Regions from separate parts of the Mus musculus genome. Here region 1 is linked to region 2. A link is a contact called in public HiChIP or PLAC-seq data. All regions are on one chromosome and are shown on one strand. The core of a region is the stretch at or near the end of the contact, and the rest is flanking DNA. Distances in the headings are between cores, read along the strand shown. Region 1 holds the start of Adipor2 (adiponectin receptor 2). Region 2 overlaps Dcp1b (decapping mRNA 1B).

Region 1 (3,504 bases), core at 371-2,870, 190 kb before region 2:
AAGATCCTCATTAGCTGAGAAGGTGTGGGTGGGCATTTTGAGGAAATAAGGTGGTTTGTTTCATCATTATAGAAGCATCAGAAATTGCATGTAGTGATTGACAGTGAGATCAGTTCAAGAGGCCAAGCTGAGAGGTAGGAGGGGAAATGGCGGGCTCTCTTAAAAACCCTGTTCCTGGAGACAGAAGCTTTGATCAAAGAAGCATCCTTAAAAGAAAGCTCTGCAGGAAAGATTTGAGAGGGGGTTTTGTTTTCCTTTGTTGAAGCAGGGTCTCATTTTAGCCCTGGCTGACCTGGAACTCATCTTGTGGCCCACGTTGGCCATGAACTCACTGCAGCCGTCCTATACCAGTTCCCACGTGCTAGGAATTAAGGTGTGAGCCCCCATACCTGGTAAGATAATGGTCTATCTTAAGTCTGTCTTCCTTAGGGGATACCTTATATTCAGCCTGAAAAAAAAACTTCTCTTTTTGCCCTATTTATTATGGATCCTTCCCCCCGCACCCCCCCCCCCCTTAAGTTATTGATGGAATCGAGGCTTTTGGAGTGGCTATAGCTTTACCACTGAGCTATATTTCCAGCCTTGGGCCACATTTATAATTCCCAAATGCCTGCATTTGTTTTCTGATGGGAAAGGTACAATTGTCTTTCTCAGTCTTAGTAGCCAAGTCTTTGTCTTTCTCTCTCTCTCCCTTTCTTTCTTTCGTTTCTTTTTTTCTGAGACATGGTTTTACACTCTGTATAGCCAAGGCTGGCCTGGCTCGCGATGTACACCAGGCTGATCTGGTACATGCAAGATCCTCTTGTTTTAACCTCTCTAGTGCTTTTCCTCGTTGAAGAGTTTTCCATGTCTGCTTCCCTCCAATCGCTCAACATCACATTTTAGCTTCTTGGCTATGAGACCGATTGTGGTCTAAAGGCAAGAACAATAAGCTTCCTCCAAGGTCTAAACTAAAGCTTCCGAATTTACTTTGACGTGTATTAAGTTTTGAACTAAAGAGTGTGACAGATACAATCCTCTTACAACTGAACACGAAGAAACCATTTTTTTTTCCTCTGCACACCAGCTCCTATAGTTCCTTGTTCTGGTTCAATAGGAAAGCTCACTCGTAGCAAATCATTCCCTCTGGGTAAACAGACACAATGCTTAAGTCGTTTGCAATCGACCATTGAAAATAATTTTGAATATCTTCTAGAAGTGGTAGGGCATAAATCAATCATACGTTAGTACGGTAATAAAAACAAGCCCTACTGTTTGAGGAAGAGTTGACTAAACGCTTTCGGAATCCTGAAACCTTCATAAGACGACGCCTAGCATTATGTTGGCCGCTGACACAAACACACGCTCCATCCCGAGTCATTAAACCGTGGCGGCCCACTCCCTTCTCAGATCTCTTCAGAAATCGTCGAGGAAGCTGGGTGAGCGTTCCGAGGCACTCTGCCCGCACTGTTTACATTGTGGACCCGGCCGAACTACAACTCCCAAGATGCATCACGCTTCCAAAGCCTCCCGAGGGGAGGCTTCCGGTTTAGGCCAGCGCGGCTGCGCACGGGGTGTGGTCTTACTGGCTCGGCCCGCCTCGTGCGATGCGCGTCACGGCTACGCGCGGGCGCGGAGGCGGGGAGACGCGGCGGCGGCGGCGGCGGCGGTCGCGGCGGCGCGAGCACAGTCCCGACGCGGTACCGCGGTGGCGGCGGCGGCGGTGGCGGCTCCAGCGAGCGGCCCCCTCCCTCCGCGCCCCCCCTCTCCCTCCCCGAGGCGCTGCTTCCCGAGGCGCCCGAGCCGCGCGGTGAGACGGCCGCTAACTCGGGCGAAGGGCTGTGGCTCGAGCGCGGCTTCCCGGGCTCAGCAGATTGCCCGGGTCGGAAGGAGGTGAGGGCTGAGGGACAGGTGTCCCCGGCGCGGGCCGGGAGCGCGCGCCTGGCCGGCTCCGAGCGCGGCCGGAACTCTGACCTGCGGCCGCGCGCCTGGTGCGGGGCCCAAGCAGCGGCCGGGGGGGTGGGGTGGGGGGGGGGGCCGGGGCCGCGCTCCGTGCAGCTGCGGTCGCGGGCGCCCGCTGCCCTGTCCCCGCCGCGGGGCAGAGTCCGAAGCCCCTCGCTCCGTCTCTAGTCGATTTCGGAGCCGGTACCCCCGCGATGGCCGGAGACTGAAATCCTCCCGCCCCGACTTCTAGTTGGTGTCTTCTGCCACTTCTAGGGATTTCTCTGGCAGGCTTGCTTCGGATGGCTTGTGCTCAGCGCGACTTTTCCAACCACTGGGATGGGAAGGTTGCCCTCACCTTTCCTTAGGTGGCGCGTCAGGCTGTCACTGCGGGATAGTTCTTGGGCCCAGTTCTGAGCCCCTTTGGGTTTTTATTTGCCAGTGGTTAGCTTGTTAGAGAATTGCTGGAAACGGCTATAAAATAAGTTTTGATGAGTCCGAGGGAGCGCTAGACCAGACAGCTAATGAGTCTCTTCTTTTGTTTTTTTTGACCTTGATTTAAACATTTGTTTCTGGAGTTTGAAAACTTCACGAGAGCGTTGAGCAATGAATTTTTGATAAATGACATGACCACCTGGGATTTGGTAGGTACAATGCTTCATTGGTGGTTTTAGTATTTTAGTGGAAATGATCTTTTAGTTGCATTTATGTTTTACTCTGGTTGTCTCATTTAAAGAAAAAAAAACTTTAAAAAAATTAAAATTATCCAGTTTATTATGGTGTGTTTCTGTGTGACTCCTGTGTTCATGGCACACGTGTGGAGGTTAGAGAACAACTTGGTAAAAGTTGATCATCGTCTACGTTTATGTGGTTCCGGGTATCGAACTCAGGCGGCAAGGTCTTGAAAATTTGCCTGGCAAGCATACTCTTTAGCCATCTCACTTGATGGCCTGTAATTCTTGTGTTGCTGTGTTCATTGTGTTTCCCCAAAGCAGAATGCTTACCCCTGCTCCCCAAGGAGCAAGGTAAAAATACTGCAGTCTTTTAGGATTTTAAAATTTATTTGTTCATAAAACACTTCCCAACTAAGTGTATTTGTTTTGTTTGTTCGTGGGTGAGGGTGTGCAGGTCTCACTCTGTAGCCCAAACATTAAGAATCCTGCTTCAGCCTTCTGTGTGTTAGCATGAATCACCTACCATGTTGTGAAGACAGGCAGGATCAATGTAGTTCAGGCAAGCTTTAATTTCTAAATCTTACCTATGAGTCCAGAATCCTGGTATGGACAGATGCTCTACTCAAAGCCCGCCCTCCCTTTGACATGGTCTCACTCTGTAGCCCTGGCTGTCTTGGAACTCATGTAGATTAGGCTGGCCTTGAACTCAGAAATCCACCAGTTTCTGCCTCCCATGGGCTGGGATTAAGGATGTGCACCACCAATACAACTCAAAAAATAAAGCTCAGAGCCTTAATTTTTTAAAGGGGGAATTATGTTTGTCAGTTCTAAAGTTTCAAGTGTCTTCTTACCACAGGCCACTCTAAGATCTTGTCACACATCCTGCTCATTTGTACACTGCTTGTAGAAT
Region 2 (3,529 bases), core at 663-3,162:
CAGGGCTGAGGGACCTGACTTTTGAAAGCTGTCCTGACCTTTACATGTGAACTGTGGCTTGTTTGTGACTCTGTGTGTGTGTATATATATGTGCATACACACATGTATGCACTCCAGCACTCAATTAAATATCAGTGTCAGAGGCAGGTTTGGTGTCTGAGTCCTTTCAAAACAAGATAGCAATAGTTTATTTTTGGTAGACTTGGTCCACGCTGTCTCTGTCATTGTCACCATGACATCATGGATTATTACTTAACTCCACACCCAGCACTCTGTCTGCACTGCTGCTGGGCTCTCGTGACACTCTTGTAAGCTGGCTACAGTGCCCACTACATAGGATCCCATTTGCCCAGCAACCAGAACCATCTTCACAGAGCATCGCGAGCTTAGGAGGAGGTCACCCAGGGCAACAGAGGTGCTTACTGCTACTGGGTGCCAAGCATTTTGCAGCCTTTTCAGGGAGTCAGGAGTCTGTAGTTTTTATTTAACAAACCATGAACTAATTTTGCTATCTCTACTTAATACTTAGGATGCACACACACACACACACATACACACACACACACACCTCCTTAGCTAACATATATATGTTAGAACAGGGCATACACTTTTGTCTGTTCAAGTCTACTTTTATGCCTTTTGTTCTGATTTCTACTTTTTAAATTACCACAGCGCATGTGTGGAGTTCAGAAGAGGAGACCTTGTGGAACTTGGTTCTGCCCGTCTACCATGTGGATCCCAAGGATCAAACTCAGGCCATGAAGCTTGGTGGCAGGTGTCCTACCAAGCCATGTTGCTGGGCTCATGCTTTGAGTTATGAAATACTTCACTATGTAGTCCAGGCTAGTCTGAAACTCACCATCCTCCTGTTTCAGCTTCCCTAATTCTGGGATTACAGGCCTACCCACCAACAAAGACATGAATTTGGTTTACACGTTGCCACTCTAAGTCTAGGAGGCCCTCTAACTGGATACCATTTGTATGCAGGCCACTGATTTCTTAGGCTCCCTCTACATCCTGCTCTGTTGACTTCACCTGCTGCCGTCAGTGGTGGGCTTTGCCACCGTGGTATCCCCACGAGGAAGAGGAGACTCACCTTGGTGTACTCATCCTTGGCCTTGGTGAGCATCTGCAGGATATCTACTTCTTGGCCCTCTCCTGAGCTCAAGGTCACGGGGGAGGATCCGGCTCCATGACAGGCTTTCAACTGTTCGCTCTGAGTGAGGCTAGAAAAACGGGAAGCTGCGATTCAGGAAACTAAAGTCAAAAGCGATGCTATTTATCACTCCAACTCTCTCCCAAGGGTTTTCATCCCACTACAACCATCTTAGGACTGCTTAAGCATTTGAAACAGAAAATGAGAGAAGAGGTCCTGAGCCAACAGGCCACATATGCAAATCCAGGGTAGGACATCAGAAGCTCTGTCCTTTGGACTCTAGCCTGCTCCACCTGTTCTAATAAAGAGAATAACAAACACAGGCCTGCTCGTTGCTGGACAGAGCAGTCCTGGCTGCTTTTACACTACAGCCGCAGGGCGGCTGCTGACTGTGGAGGAAGCCTTACAGAACATTCAACAGGGAAGATCTCTATGGTACAGACTCCTTCCCTTCCAGAATGCTGTGAGGTCAAGCAAGGTGGGCTGTACCACCTCAGACCTTGGCGATTCAGAATCGAAAAGGTCCCATTCGAACACTGACCTCATGGTCCTAAATGCTACAGGGAAACATTTTTTTAAGTCCTTTTCTTTGTGTGCTTTGATTTTTCAGCTCAAATTCTTATGTTAACTATGCAGATACTGGTAAAGTATGACCTGCAAAGTTACCAACAGATTTCCTTCTAACTAGAGAATGCATCTGAATCCACACAGATCAACTGCTCCTTGCTATCTACAATCGGCTTCCTGCCTGAGGGGTGAGGCACGCACCAGGTTTACCATGACCTCTTGGCTGAGTTACAGGGTATTTTTTAATCCATATGAAATCCGGCTATTATTGTCCCTTGCACAATTTACAACACCATGAAATGTTTAAGGAACTAGTTGTTATGGTGGTAAATACCAGTTTGAACACACTTAATCACCATCTGGGACTTGAGCTGGTTGCCTAAAATTAGCTCTCACAAGCAGGAGTTTCAGGAGTCAATTTTATTTATAAAAATGTGTTCCCTGGTTTTTATTTCCTTGTGGGGGTCACTTCTTCATTCCATTGCCCTGGGATGTAGAAGCGAATACTGGTTCTTTGCAGGACGAGCATCACGTCCACATGGGGACTAGCTATCCTAAACAGAGACCCAGCCCCATTAGGAATTTGATTAATTCTGATGACCTTGGCTATTTGCATAAACAGCAGCCGACAGTGAGCAGCCAAGTCGGAACTGGTCAGAGCCCACCAATCAATCGCACCTGAGCCTCCTTGTGATCCAATTAAGGAAGCCAAAGTCAGAGAGTACCTCAGGAACAGCTTGAGAGAAAGAGACTAATAAGTCTAAGAGTAGTGGGGGGGGGGGAGATGGGGAGAGAGAGGTGATTGATTCTGTACCGACTGCTAAACTAACATGAACTGATTCGGACTTCCCCAGAGAGGGGGACTGAGGAGGATTCTAGGCCCTTGGTGTTTGAGGTGTATCTGGGAACTCTGAGTTACAAGCACAGTTTAGAAGGAAGTGGAGGGTATCAAAGGCTCTGGGCAGCCTTTCAGGGTGACCCTGCATGTTCATTTTACTGATGGACACATAACTTTCCATAGAAAATACTACTTATTTACAAATGAAGAAAATGCCAAAGAAAACCACCCCGCGGAACAGCTCACAGCACATGGAGAGAACAATAAGCCACAGAAGCTGAGTTTGCAGAGAGCAGGGCAAAACTGTTTCTCACTCTCTTCATATGCTAAGCAGTGACAGGGTCTGGGGGTGGGGTGGGGTGGGGTGGGGTGGGGGTGGGGTCGTGTGAGGATGACAGCTGAGAACCACTTCCTGCTAGTGTTGATTCACACATTTAGAAATACGAGCCACAGTGCCAGCTCCTAGGACACGATTGGCCTTTTAATACTTACTTTTTCATTAGTTTTGCAATTCTCTGGCACTCTTCCTTATCATAAAACCAAATTCCATAAATGGACACTGGGGAAAAACACATCAACAAGCCGTAAGCATCCTCAAAGCACACAATGGAAGGGAACCCCCTTTCCGTCTTACAGGAAAATCCGCAATAATCAGTCACAGTGAATTCATTCGAGTGATTATTAAATAGATGAAAGCAGTCATTGGAGTCAGAGCCAGGGCTACATGAGACCCCGTGCCAAAAGGAAAAGCATGTGCTGTTAGAAGCGCTGCTGAGCGGCCTACACCCTGAAGCCTGCTTCCCTGCCTCTACCCAACAGGCAGTTGGTGAGCGCTTCATAACCAAGCGGCTACAGATTGAAAATGAGATCAGGATGCTAAACTTCTTGGCTTTGAGACGTCATTGTTTCTATGTTCCATTTGCACATCTCACAAACACATTTCATCTTTATTCTTAAATATTCAGAAC

Evidence for each region. HiChIP or PLAC-seq counts read pairs in DNA pulled down with a chosen protein or histone mark.
Region 1: a contact with region 2 is called in an H3K27ac HiChIP or PLAC-seq map of embryonic stem cells, with 2.2 times the contacts expected there. The contact joins the promoter of Adipor2 here to the enhancer-like site in region 2. A contact is called at or near these places in 1 of 39 promoter capture datasets (pre-B cells), 5 of 115 datasets of contacts at active chromatin or transcription factors (the HPC-7 cell line, the SCID.adh cell line, embryonic stem cells and 1 more) and 3 of 9 other capture datasets (adipose tissue, liver and pancreatic islet).

Annotation. Positions count from the first base shown.
Region 1 is chr6:119,386,850-119,390,353 of GRCm38.p6, reverse strand. It overlaps Adipor2 (adiponectin receptor 2), which reads left to right and starts at 1,620. Exons shown (of 8, transcript NM_001355692.1): 1 at 1,620-1,872.
Region 2 is chr6:119,198,519-119,202,047 of GRCm38.p6, reverse strand. Dcp1b (decapping mRNA 1B) reads right to left here. Exons shown (of 9, transcript NM_001033379.3): 4 at 3,054-3,120; 5 at 1,097-1,226. Among named protein-coding and RNA genes, the nearest start is that of Dcp1b, 25 kb to the right of the region's middle. Within about 2 kb of position 1,912, at least 15 of the 459 cell types and tissues checked have an H3K27ac peak or open chromatin away from gene starts, as enhancers often do. A contact at or near this core is called in embryonic stem cells and pancreatic islet, where this site is marked.